Regions from separate parts of the Triticum aestivum genome. Here region 2 is linked to region 1. A link is a contact called in public Hi-C data. All regions are on one chromosome and are shown on one strand. The core of a region is the stretch at or near the end of the contact, and the rest is flanking DNA. Distances in the headings are between cores, read along the strand shown.

Evidence for each region. Hi-C and Micro-C count contacts between places; a contact is called where the count stands out from the background.
Region 2: a Hi-C map of leaf shows a contact between it and region 1, with 6 times the contacts expected there. The contact joins the promoter of LOC543070 here to the promoter of LOC123144807 in region 1. A contact is called at or near these places in 2 of 5 Hi-C or Micro-C datasets (leaf and an unstated tissue).

The regions. Positions count from the first base shown.
Region 1 is chr6D:310,257,316-310,263,446 of IWGSC CS RefSeq v2.1, forward strand. It overlaps LOC123144807 (neurofilament heavy polypeptide), which reads right to left and starts at 3,019. Exons shown (of 14, transcript XM_044564043.1): 1 at 2,608-3,019; 2 at 2,014-2,217; 3 at 1,756-1,937; 4 at 1,064-1,190; 5 at 761-961; 6 at 357-407; 7 at 1-281. The coding sequence starts at 2,715.
Region 2 is chr6D:310,722,495-310,728,625 of IWGSC CS RefSeq v2.1, forward strand. It overlaps LOC543070 (temperature-induced lipocalin-1), which reads right to left and starts at 2,801. Exons shown (of 2, transcript XM_044564044.1): 1 at 2,182-2,801; 2 at 1,723-2,076. The coding sequence starts at 2,568. The coding sequence ends at 1,891. LOC123144808 (40S ribosomal protein S11) reads right to left here. Exons shown (of 6, transcript XM_044564046.1): 4 at 5,760-5,904; 5 at 5,593-5,682; 6 at 4,900-5,211. The coding sequence ends at 5,118.

The DNA of each region.
Region 1 (6,131 bases), core at 1,769-4,268:
TCTACACCTTCATTAGCAGATTTCAACTGATCAGCATCTTTTGTGTCTTCAGGCTGTTCAGGCTTCTCTTTTGGTGACGCTGGTCCTTTTGGTGACGCTGGTCCTTTTGGAGACACTGGTCCCTTTGGAGACACTGGTCTCTTTGGAGACGCTGATCCCTTTGGAGACGCTGGTCCTTTTGGAGACGCTAGTCCTTGATTAGCCTCACCATTATCAACCAGAGTTGCACCACTACTAATAGCAGTAGTCGGAGTACCATCTTGCTCCAGTTTTGAAGATTCCTGGAAATAGAGATGTGTTGCTGTACTATCAATCATTTCAACAAGGGATCCCCTTCCATGGATATAGAAACATACCTGAGGCAGTTCATCAGAAATAGTCCTTTCCGAAAGTTTGCCATCATCCACCTGAATGTGAAAACTCAAAGGTATGAACAGGTGCATCCACACAAACACCATACAGCCAACATATTATCCTTTTCAGGGATCAAATGAACTATTTGTTAAGTATTACTCAGATCAGGATGTTAAATTCATCATACATGCTAAAACAAATCACAGTTTCATCATCCATGTGACCCCTCTCAGTCTATTCAAGAGAACTGAGAGCATTTATGAATTACAGACACATCAGACAACATACTAAGATATTATTATAAGCATGATGATTTACACCTGTAATAATCATACGACAATCCAAAATCTAACGAAATGAAAGTATCTCGTAATAATAGTTATGACATGCAAGTAATATTACTGACCGTGTCCTTCCCAGAAGGATCAACATTGTTGTCTTCCCTGACAACCTTATCACCTTCACAAACCAGCGTGACAATTTTGCTGTATTCATCCAAGGGATTGCCTTGAACTTGAAGTAACTGCAGGAATATTGGTTTTAGCTTCCCATCTTCACATGAGCTGATCACCTTCTCTGCAAGTTCAAAAGATGCTGGAGAAGTTTCCTGGGAACATAAAACAAAAAAAATTAGTATATGTGAACCTCCCTCCTTGCTTGGGCAAGGTAAATCCATATTATCAGCGTGAAGAAAGTTGAAATGATATACCCTCTCCTCATTTCTAGCCTTTTGAAGAAGATACGATGCAAGCGCTGTCTGTATTTCTTCACTCTCATCTATTACAAGTTTCATTGTTGTTACCATAGATGATATGACAATTTCTGGTTGGTTTGATCTGAACACAGGATGACAAAAGGTAATTTCCATTAGAATCAGTCCAGAAAAATACGATGGGTACATCTAAAATGATAACGCCTCACGTACCATCATCATGTTAATTTAATTGAACAAACATATCAATGTAAAAGAAAGTGCATCTCTTTTAACAACTATTACAATTACCAGGAAGGGGAATGCAGCATTTTCCAACATAAGAAAGGCAATGCTAGCAACTTGCAAAACAACAACCGCTATAATATTGGCAGCTTAGTGTTAGTTTAATGAGTTTAAATAAATAAAGTTAGAATCTTCTTTTAGCAAAAACATTGAATAAGATACCAGGATCTGATAATTCTGCTAGATTGTTAAGAAAAAATGTACAGGACAGGTACCGCATATTATCTAAGAATTTGTCCATTAAAAACACATAAGAAAAAAACATTTTAGGCAAGTACAATAACACCTTACACATGTCAGGAGAATAGCAACATAGCTTAGCAAAACTTAGTAAACATACCCAGAAACTAGCAAGAAGTAGAAATAGATAAACTTAAGGTGAATAACGAGAAGTGGCTTCTTACGTCACAGTTGTGAAAAAATGGTTAAACATCTGCAGAATCAGATCATCCAACTCAAGGTCTAACATGACCACGCACGACCGGACCTTTGCCACAGTCTCAAGAATTGAAATCCTCCTCGCAAAGGACGGGCTCTCGATATCATCTAAATTCTGAAAAGTCCCCACAATTATGGAAAACAAATCCTGACAAAGTAGACAGCACAGGTCAGGATACAGGATAGAGAATAAATAAATCTTATAATCAGGAAAGACACAGTACCCTCATAATATTGTCATCATACGGAGCCTCGGGTGCAGTGATTCTTGTAACCTCAGATATACAAGATGCTATAGCAAGTTTGACCTCGGCGTTAGGGTGAGTCAAAAGTTCATTCTTGATCAGGGCATCCATTGCTGGGCGAACAGCAGCAAATGTGCTTGCTGCAGGTGATTGCTCCACTCTCAACAGATATTTCTCGACGTCCTGCATATAGAAAAAGATCAACTTGTTAAATCACATGAGCAAGTTTAAGCTATAATAGCCGCTGGCATAATCAGACCCGGCAGTTACTCCAATTCTGAAGAGCAGGGTGGATTTCAAGTTAGCTAACACCTCTATCTAACAATAGATAGACATAATCATGTACATATCGGTGCCCAACAATAGATGACGCTCTACCAATGACTGAAAACACTCCTTTTTTGCCCGAACCAAGAATTGGACAAAATCTAGAGAAGCAGCGACAAGGTAAACATAAAGCTTATTACAATCATCCGAAAGCGATACAACCACAACGACAAACCCTACATACAGCCGTAACGGACACAGAGAACCAAACAAGATAAACACACAAAGTTGAGAGAGAAGGCTCACGTAGAGGAGCTTGAGCAGGCCGTCGGAGTCGTCGGGCGCCTCCTGCAGGCGGGCGCCGACATCCTTGAGTTGCTCCTCAAGGTCGCTGTCCGCCCCGTCCGCCGCCATTTGAGGCGCCGGGAGGGCCGAATCGGGGCGCGGGCCGCCCGGATCGGGGCGCCTGCCCGGAGATCTGCAGCCGCTAGGGTTTCCCCTCGCGGCGCGGTGGGGGCAGGAGGACACGGCGTCCCTCCCGCGCGAGGGGCAAGGCTTGAGGGGGCGAGAGGGGGGTGGCGGTGGACGGTGGTGGTGGAGGTGGTGACGAGGGAGATTTGTCCCGCTCCCAACCCCCCGCTCCCTTTGCACGACGGGACGCGATTTCGGTGCGGCTCTCTGTGGCTCGGCCTTGCGAGGGGGCGGTGGAGTGGAGCGGTGTTTGGAATCGGCGGGCGATTTATGGGGGGGTTTGGGCCACTTCGGCGCGGGCGCGGCCTGCCAATTTTGCCCACGGACGCGTCGGGGGCGATCCTGCTCCGCTTTTGGGCGGCCTTGCGTCCGAGCCGGAGCCGCCGCCGCCGCGGGGCAGTGCACGCAGCACCCTGGGGAGCTCTCGGCCGTCGCTTGCTTGGATCGGGCGGCCCGATGGTTGCCACGCCCCTCGCTCTGGCCGATTTGGCTATTTTTCCTAGGTTTTTGGCCCTCCTGCACACCAAACCATCAATCAATAATAAGAAGGGGCAAAAATGTGAATTTCTTTCCTCAAAAACAAGGGACACAAGATGCAAACCATGGGGGTGGAAGGTTGCTTGGAGCAGGCAGTCCGACGATGCCACGCCCCTCGCTCTGGCCGATTTGGCAATTTCCGCTAGGTTTTCGGCCATCCTGCACATCAATCAATAATAAGAAAGGTCAAAATTTTGTTTTTCTTTCCCAAAAAAGAGGGGCATAAGATGCAACCATGGGGGTGTAAGTGCGAGCCACAGCGGGGCGGTGCCGCCGTGGCATCATGGCGGCGCTCCGCCAACTGGAAGTGACAATCGATCTTGAAGTCGTCGAAGAAGATAAGGCGGAGGGGGCGAAAGGCGGAAATAACACTAACGAGGAGAATGATTGTGGCGAGAGATGGAAGACGACGGTTCGATGAACATATGTACAGAGAGGGGTGAGGCGCGAGTACGGGATTGTCGCATCGAGCGATTACTATTGTTTGGAGTGAGAAGTAATGACGCGCTATAGTCGCGTCTCGTACAAAACGTGCGATATGTAAGATACCTAGTATGTCACGATATATCGGTTGATCTATGCACGAAAGAGAAGAGAAGACGACGCTTTCAGGGCATCTCCAAAGCGGACAATCAACCGCCTGCAACTGTCGGTTCGGACGTGTTTAGCCGTCCAACGCGGACCTGTATCAGTCCGCCGAGCGGTCCGGACGTACTTTTTTCGGCAAGCTCGAGATAAACTGAGAGCTTTGCGGGAGTCCCGACAGCAACCACGTAGGACTCTAACACCTTCGGCCCACCCAAAACCCCTCCCGGACCCCGCGCCTCCATCCTCCCATTTTCTCTACTTCAACTTCTCTCTCTTGCCTTTGCCGCCGCTCCACCACCCCGGCCGCCACGTCACACCCCTTGTCGGTGTCAAAACCGGCGGATCTCGGGTAGGGGGTCGCGAACTGTGCGTCTAAGGTCGATGGTAACAGGAGACGGAGGACACAATGTTTATCCAGGTTCGGGCCCTCTCTATGGAGGTAATACCGTACTTCCTGCTTGATTGATCTTGATGAATATGAGTATTACAAGAGTTGATCTACCACGAGATCGTTGTGGCTAAAACCCTATAAGTCTAGCCTGTATGACTATGGTAATGTATATCTCCCCTCCGGACTAAGTCCTCCGGTTTATATAGACACCGGGAGGATCTAGGGTTACACAAGGTCGGTTACAAAGAAAGGAATCTACATATTTGGTCGCCAAGCTTGCCTTCCACGCCAAGGAGAGTCCCCTCCGGACACGGGTGCAGTCTTTGGTCTTCGTATCTTCACAGCCCATCAGTCCGGCCTATGGCCAACAGGCCGGACGCCCGAGGACCCCTTAGTCCAGGACTCCCTCAGTAGCCCCTGAACCTGGCTTCAATGACAAGGTATCCGGCGCGTAGATGTGTCTTCGGCATTGCAAGGCGGGTTCCTCCTTCTGAACTCCAAGATAGTCTTCGGACGTATTGAACGTGTCCGGACCTGTAACACAAGCACCACACACAACCGCAGAGAGAATATAATATTCCACGAGTCCAATCCGCTGACAACTTTTTACAGCATGACATTACGTCTGCCCGGTCATAATTTCAAACCGTTGTTAGCCTGCAGCCCCGGGTTTCGAGGCGCGGCTTTATTGGCACGTCTTATCCAAGTCGAGATCGTGTCCCCCTTATTAAGGGATTCTCATCAACACAGACGTGGGTAACCCAACCGTCTCTGTGGTACAACTCCTTGGAAACAGGCAAGTTTGAAGGCCCAGGAGTAGACGTTTAGATACTCACGACCTTTATAAAGGGGTGCACGCCCGTCCTTTTTCTCTTCCACGTTTGCTTCTTCCTCAGCCCTTGCTATCTCGAGTTCTAAAACCCAAGTTTCGACCACCACAAGTCTTAGTCATGTCCGGATCCAGCCTTCCCGGTCGGTGGGTGGTTTCTTCTGTTACAGAGGAGGACACTGCAAAGCTTAGGGCGGTGAGATATCTGACTGCAGAAATCCTCCATCGGCTCCCTGCCAAAGGGCAGGTTATCCCTACCCCCAGATCCGACGAGAGGGTCGTGTTCATCTCCCACTTCCTCCGAGGGTTAGGCTTTGCCCTTAGTCCCTTTGTTCGAGGGCTCATGCTCTACTACGGGCTGGATTTTCATGATCTGGCCCCGAACTCTGTTCTGCTTATCTCGGCGTTTATCGTCACGTGCGAGGCCTTCCTTCGAGTCCCTCCACACTTCGGCTTTTGGCTCAAGACCTTCCACGTAAAGCCGCAAACGATTGGGGGGAAGCAGGCGGAGTGTGGTGGCGCCACCGTGAGCAAGCTTAATAGCGCCCTTTGGCTAAAAGGATCCTTCACCGAGTCCTCTGACTTATGGCAACGGGAGTGGTTCTACATCACCGAGCCCCGTGGCTCCAAGTGGGCGGATGCGCCTGCGTTCCGACCCAGCCCTCCGATCCAGCTCGCATCATGGATTAATAAGGGGTTGGACTGGGGATCAATTGATGAGGTACAGACTCTTCAGAGCCGCATCAGGAGCCTCCTCGAGAGAGACATTGATCTTATCAACGTTATTCAAGTAATGCTGGTTCGTCGGACCTTGTCGTGCCAGAGGCGACCTCTCCGCATGTGGGAGTTTAATCCCGAAGGGCCGCGGGCACTTCAACACTTCTTCGGCACTACACACAAAGGGATGTGGAAATTATTTTTCGGGAAACGAAAGCAGTGGCCGGATACTACCGAAGACATCGGCCTTGACTGTAACCATCCGGACACCACGGTAAGTGCCCATCCGCCGAACAC
Region 2 (6,131 bases), core at 1,551-4,050, 460 kb after region 1:
CGACTGAGACAAACTTTTGTGCAAGATGATTTTTATTTTGGCGCACATTCGTTTGTCCGTTGGATGGTTGAAAATCAGATTTGCCACAAGTATTAGAATTTCGTGCGATTGGCCCTTTTTTTTTCTTATTTTGGTTGTCGGTCAACAGGTTTGCATTTAGTTTGGCAACATAGTTTTTCCAAAACCATAATAATTGAAACCTCAGTATTTCAATGTGTGGGCAATGAATACTTCGGTTTCTAAAAACCGCAGTTTTTCTCAATTTTTGCAAAACTACCAAGGTGTTTGGCAAGTGCAGTTTTTCTCAGTTTCCCTGGTTTTGACTAGTCGTTGTATGGATAATCATAGCTAGCTGAACGGAACTGAGCTACGCTCAAGTAGTTATACAACGACGTGATTAGGTTGTGCTAATTAACGAACTACTCATTGCATGGATAATCATAGCTAGCTGAACCGAACTGAGTTATACAACGACGGGATCAGGTTGTGCTAATTAACGGCCGTTACTTGCCTGTAGCCTTCTCGCACGCCCCTCTTTCCTATGCGCTAGGACCTGTAGTAGAGTTATGTTGTACCTTCGGCCGCATGCACAACTGTGCCTGTCATGTACGACTGTGCTCCAAGTATCAACCGATGTATTCCATGTTCTAAGCCTTTTCCAGTCGGTGCTAAATCATTTCGTACGTGTACGTGCATCATCCGATAGGATTGAACATAATCTACAGGCTGTCCCTTCTTGCGCTAGCACAATAGTGAACGATTGAAGAAATCAACGGCCCCAGGTGCTAATCTTGATTTAGTGGCTGCGGACGAAATGGAGGAATGGAAGGTGATGACGGCAGGAAGAAGATGGACCGAGCAAGGGCTTCTCAGTTTAGAAAAAAGAGGTTGTGACCTCTTTTTTAAATACAGCAAAAAAACCACGGTTTTAGATATACTATGGTTTATAAAACAGCAGTATTTGTAAAAGCCAAACACGTCAAAGTATTTAAAACTAGAGTTTCTAAAAAAACCATGGTATTCTCCTAAAACTCCAAAAATACCGAGCAGCCAAACGCAGGTTATCGGTTAACGGGTTTCTTCTCTCGGTTATCGGTTAACAGGTTTGTATTATGTTTGCATGAATATCAAGTATCGCTACACACTTAGGCTTTGGAGGTCAATTATCGTCAAGCTTGGCCTTGCTCACATGGACACCATCGATTGGCACCTTGCCGGGTCCGTCCACGAATGGTGGTCCAAGCGAACCGGCAACCACGTCCCCAGCGGGAGGGCTTCGGCCTCCCTCACCATGCTTGTTTCTTGGACTATTTGGAATGAGCGAATGCACGGGTGTTACGGCACAAGTTCACACCGCCGCCGATACTTCTCAACAACATCGTGGAGGAGGCAAAGCTCTGAATTACCGCGGGTGCCAAAAGACTAGGGCCTATTTTCTTGCGCGAGTAATCGTCATGCCGTGTATGTGGGTGCTCTTGTAAAACTCTAAACTCTGCTTCTTCCTTATTTAATAGATGAGGCAAATCTTATGCCTCCGTTTTGAAAAAAAAAATGTCCAGCGTACACCCTTTGCTCCAGTTGGATGATGAAGTGAGCAGCTAGTACGGAGGAACGATCGAGTAGGAAGCATGCAGATATGGGAGCAACCGAGTAACAGAATTTTTGGTCAGTCGACTGACCCAAATAACAAAAATCAGTCAGTTTGCACGTAGCCTGTGCCAGTTGATAAAGCTCGTCATGGAGTCTTTTCCTGGAAAACGGTAGTATACCATATCACTGAGTCCCATTTATTCGACACCATAGAGAATAGCTAATACACTAAGATACAGATGAACACACATCATGGCTGTTACAGTGCCGGCCAACTGCATATACAGACGGATGAATCTATCATTTACCAAAGAGCGACTTGAACCACCAGGTCCCTTTGCTGTCGGTGGGCGCGGCATCGCTCTCCGGCGGCGGGTCGCTCTGCGGCGTCTTGTGCAGCTTGGCCACGTCGTAGCCTTCCTCCTTGGCCTTCTCCAGCAGCTGGTTGTACACCTCCTCCTCGATGTGCGTCTTCCTGCACAGGATCTACATACATGCACACGTACGCATATGGCAAACAACCAGATTAATCAAGCGCACTTGTAGCGTCGGATATGTGCGTTGTTAGTAATATACTATGTGTATGCTTACCCATAGGCTTTTCCGGCGGGGCTCGCCGACGAGGGCATACTGGTAGTCGTCGTCGACATAGAGGACCCAGTAGTCGCCGACGACGGGGATGATGGGGAGGAAGGGCGGGACGTAGAACTTGACCTTGAGCTTGGCCTCCTCGCTGGCCGGGTCGGCCTTGTAGGCGGTGCCCTCGATGAAGTCGCGCTTCCCTTTGCTCCACGTCTCGTTGAGCACGTGCACCGTGGCGCCGTCCTCCATGAGCTCGTAGGTCGCCCGCGTGTCGCGCCCGTCGCGCGGCTGGAAGAAGTTGGGGAAGGACGCGATCTCGTACCACCGCCCCATGTACCGCGCAACGTCCAGCCCCAGCACCACGCCCATCTCGCTCCCGCTCTTCTTGGCCGCCATCGTCTATCGCCGCCCGGTCGCTGCTCGGTCTGTGTCTCGCTTTAGGTGGATTCGTGAACTGATCACGGTTGCTTGGATGAAGCTGTAGTGAGCTTGAGATAGGTTGATATATAGGAGGTGTGAGAGGGCTTCACAGGCAAGCTAGCAGCTCGTATGGAAGGGGAAAGGGGGATGAAGAAGGTCGGGGAGGATAAGGTGGTCGAAATTTGAAAGGACGTGGAGGGCTCTGGAACGCTTAGCGCGATGGTTTGTCGGGGTCTATACGTGGAGACTTGCACGTGAAGGTTACTGCTTTCTCGACATCTCTCCATGTCCTAAGCTCGCCCCAGACAGCGCCATTTTTGGTGCTGCAGGTTGTTGTTTTGGTATCATTGGTAAAAACTAATTAGCGTTCATGGACCAGAGGAAATGCCGACATGTTCCCAAGTGGACATGTTTTGATCTGTATTGATGTTCGCGTCATGCACGTCAACATACACATCAGGTACATTCGACTTCTAGCGTACAGTTCTTTTCCTTTTCGAACTACTAATCAGTTCTGAACCACACAAAATTACCCCGAGACCAAGGAGCTGTTTTCACACAAGGACACTCTTCACACGGTGCTCTAGAGCACTCCCGAACGTCCATGGACACGTATACCCAGCCTTACATGATTTCTTGCTCCCCAAGGTTGAAACTCCAACCCCCAAAGTCTACCTAAACACAAATAAGGCTGAAATCGCTTAGGCTTTCCTTGGTTCATAAGATAGAAATATCACGGGGAATGAGAAACTTGTAGAAAATGAGATGACATGTATCTAAAATTCTCTGAATAGGAATAAGAAATGAGATGGCATTTGGTTCACGGTGTAGGATTTTTTTTCCTGTTGAGTCTAGGCTAACGTTTATTCTTCTTTGAATTTTAGAGGATGGGAACCAATCCTACGTAGGAATAGGAAGTTAGGAACCCATTTCTATAAACCAAAGGGCTCTAAAGAAAATTTTTCTGTAGGAATTCTAGCCTATGGAAATCCTGTGAAATTCCTCCAAACCAAAGGAGGCCTTAGTTGCTATCCAGTGGGAAGAGAGAGGAGAAGGAGGAGCCGAGAAAAATGCGGGGAAGGGGTTCGGCGCCAAGGAGAGAGGAAGGTCATCAAGGAGTCGATGTCCACTGATACAAGCAAGTCGGCGACTAGACCGATAATATGGCGTCGTGGGCATTGGCATCCCGACTTGATGATGGCGTCATCTGCTCTTTCAGATGAGGATAGTAGTAGCTAGCATCGATGGATGCAAGAGAAGAAAGAGGACATGGAGAGGCAAGGTGGTTGTCCTTGGGGTGGGGCGAGGGGGGGGGGGTGAAGAGTGGGGTCATAGAGGAGAGACATTGAGTATGGGGGTGGGGTGACGATGAAGCAAATGTTGGTTGAACATGCACCTAAGTTACACCCCTAGCTTTGCCTAGTGAGAAAATAAGCACATAGTGTTTGGTTATGTGCATTACTCGATGTCTTATCCAAAGATTCCCCCTTTTGGTTCCTACCTGTGACTAGCCTCGGCATCGTGTTGTTGCAGAGGTTGGGTCTTTTTTCTTAGCTATGGACTCCTTTGGTTCATAGGATTGGAATTTCTTAGGAATAGAAAAATCCTAAGAAGTGACGTGGCATGTATCTCAATTTATATAGAGAAAAAGATGTCATTTGATGCATATGATAGGAATCTTCCATTGAGTCTAGGCTAATTTTTTTTTCTTTCAATGTGAAAGATTGGTTCCTATCCTAATAGGAATAGAAATCCATTCCTGCAAACTCCAAAGAAATTTTTCCTTTAAAAATCCTAACCTATAGAATTCCTACAAACCAAAACCAAATGAGGCCTCGTTTTACTATTCCTGCATCTAGGCTTTTTTTTCCTTTTTTTTCAAGTGGCGCATCTAGCCTTGGCCAGGAGTATATTACAAGTGTTCCCTCGGGGTCACTGTTGCCATCCTTGTCCTACTTCGGCAGAGTTCAGTTACGTGCGCCCTCGGGGGTCCCAAACAACGGCTTGCACGCTTTGCGGACGCCAGTGTTCTGGAGCCACGGCTCGCTGTCCCGCTGCAACGAGTGAAACTCTGCCACACCTGTGTACGTACGCCGTGTGAAAAGTTTCAATCTGCTGCTGGGAGGGGAAGCAACTCAACACGGAATATTGTCCGTACAAGGTGCGGTGTCTAGCGCCGAGCTCCCGGCTATCATTCAGGGACAGACTTCCATCAACAACCGACAGATGGGATAAATCAGCACTTGCGTGCTGCAGCTTTGTTGGTCCTAGACATTATAGGCTCAATTCAGATAAGAGTCACAAGCAAGAAGCCAAAAACGAGTGATGTATATTAACGAGTAACCAGGTAACTGCATCAATAATCTTCTTCACGAAGCACTCTGAACTTCACTAAACCATTCACTCTTAACTTGAAATTTGGGGAACTCTCGAGACAAAACCCTAGTACACACAGATGGAACAATATAGATGATGTGACATCAAAATTTCATGGTGAAAAGGTTTCGGATTCTGCCATGACTTGCTCAAGCACCGGTGAATGCCTTCTTCACCGCACCACTCTTTGACCCTGCCGGGACGACCTTCAACACATTGAACCGCACTGTCTTGGACAGCGGCCTACATGGCATAATTGATGTAACTCAGTTACAAGCAGTGCTGAGCAGATATCATAAACACGACAGCGTAAGCTACATGTTTCAACCCTCAGTCAGTCGGTGTGATAATGAGGTCATGCCATGCCCCATTTAACCAAAAACATGTCCTAGTTCACAGTTATCTACTCCCTCTGTTCATAAATATAAGATGTCCTAATTTCTTTCTGAATCAGATGTGTGTAGACACGTTTTAGTGTGTTTGTTCACTCATTTCAGTCCGTATATAGTCGATATTGAAATATCCAAAACATTATATATTTGTGAACAGAGGGAGTAGCTAGCTAGCTAATGTCTGTTAATGGTGTCAATGTGCAGACGCATTACAAAAGTACATAATGTTTACCTGCACTGGCCAATGATCACGTGATCTCCTTCTCTCACACGGAAGCAAGGGGAAATGTGGGCAGGGATGTTGGAGTGCCTCTTCTCATACCTATTCACGAATATCACTACATTGCTTATGTTGCAACAACCCAAACAATTAAAAACCAATGAAGAAGATTAGCTTGCCTCTGGTATTTTTTGACATAGTGAAGGTAGTTCCTACGAACAATGATAGTCCTGTTCATTTTAGCACTATGACATGTTCCAGCAATGATGCGACCTCTAATTGACACAGTGCCAGTGAATGGGCACTTCTTATCAATGTAGGTTCCTGCAACACAAGCCAGAATAAATGCACGCATAGCTTGTGCAATGTACAGCCGAACAGGACAGAAAATAATGACTAAGCACACTGTGACAAAACAAATGATGACAAAATACCGTAATTTCAAATAATTTTTGCGACAAAGTGTGTTTCAAGATGTCATGAAGAAACTAATCCAACAAGCTTGATTAATCTGGTAACTGAGGCAAAATTGAACAATCAAAAATCATAAA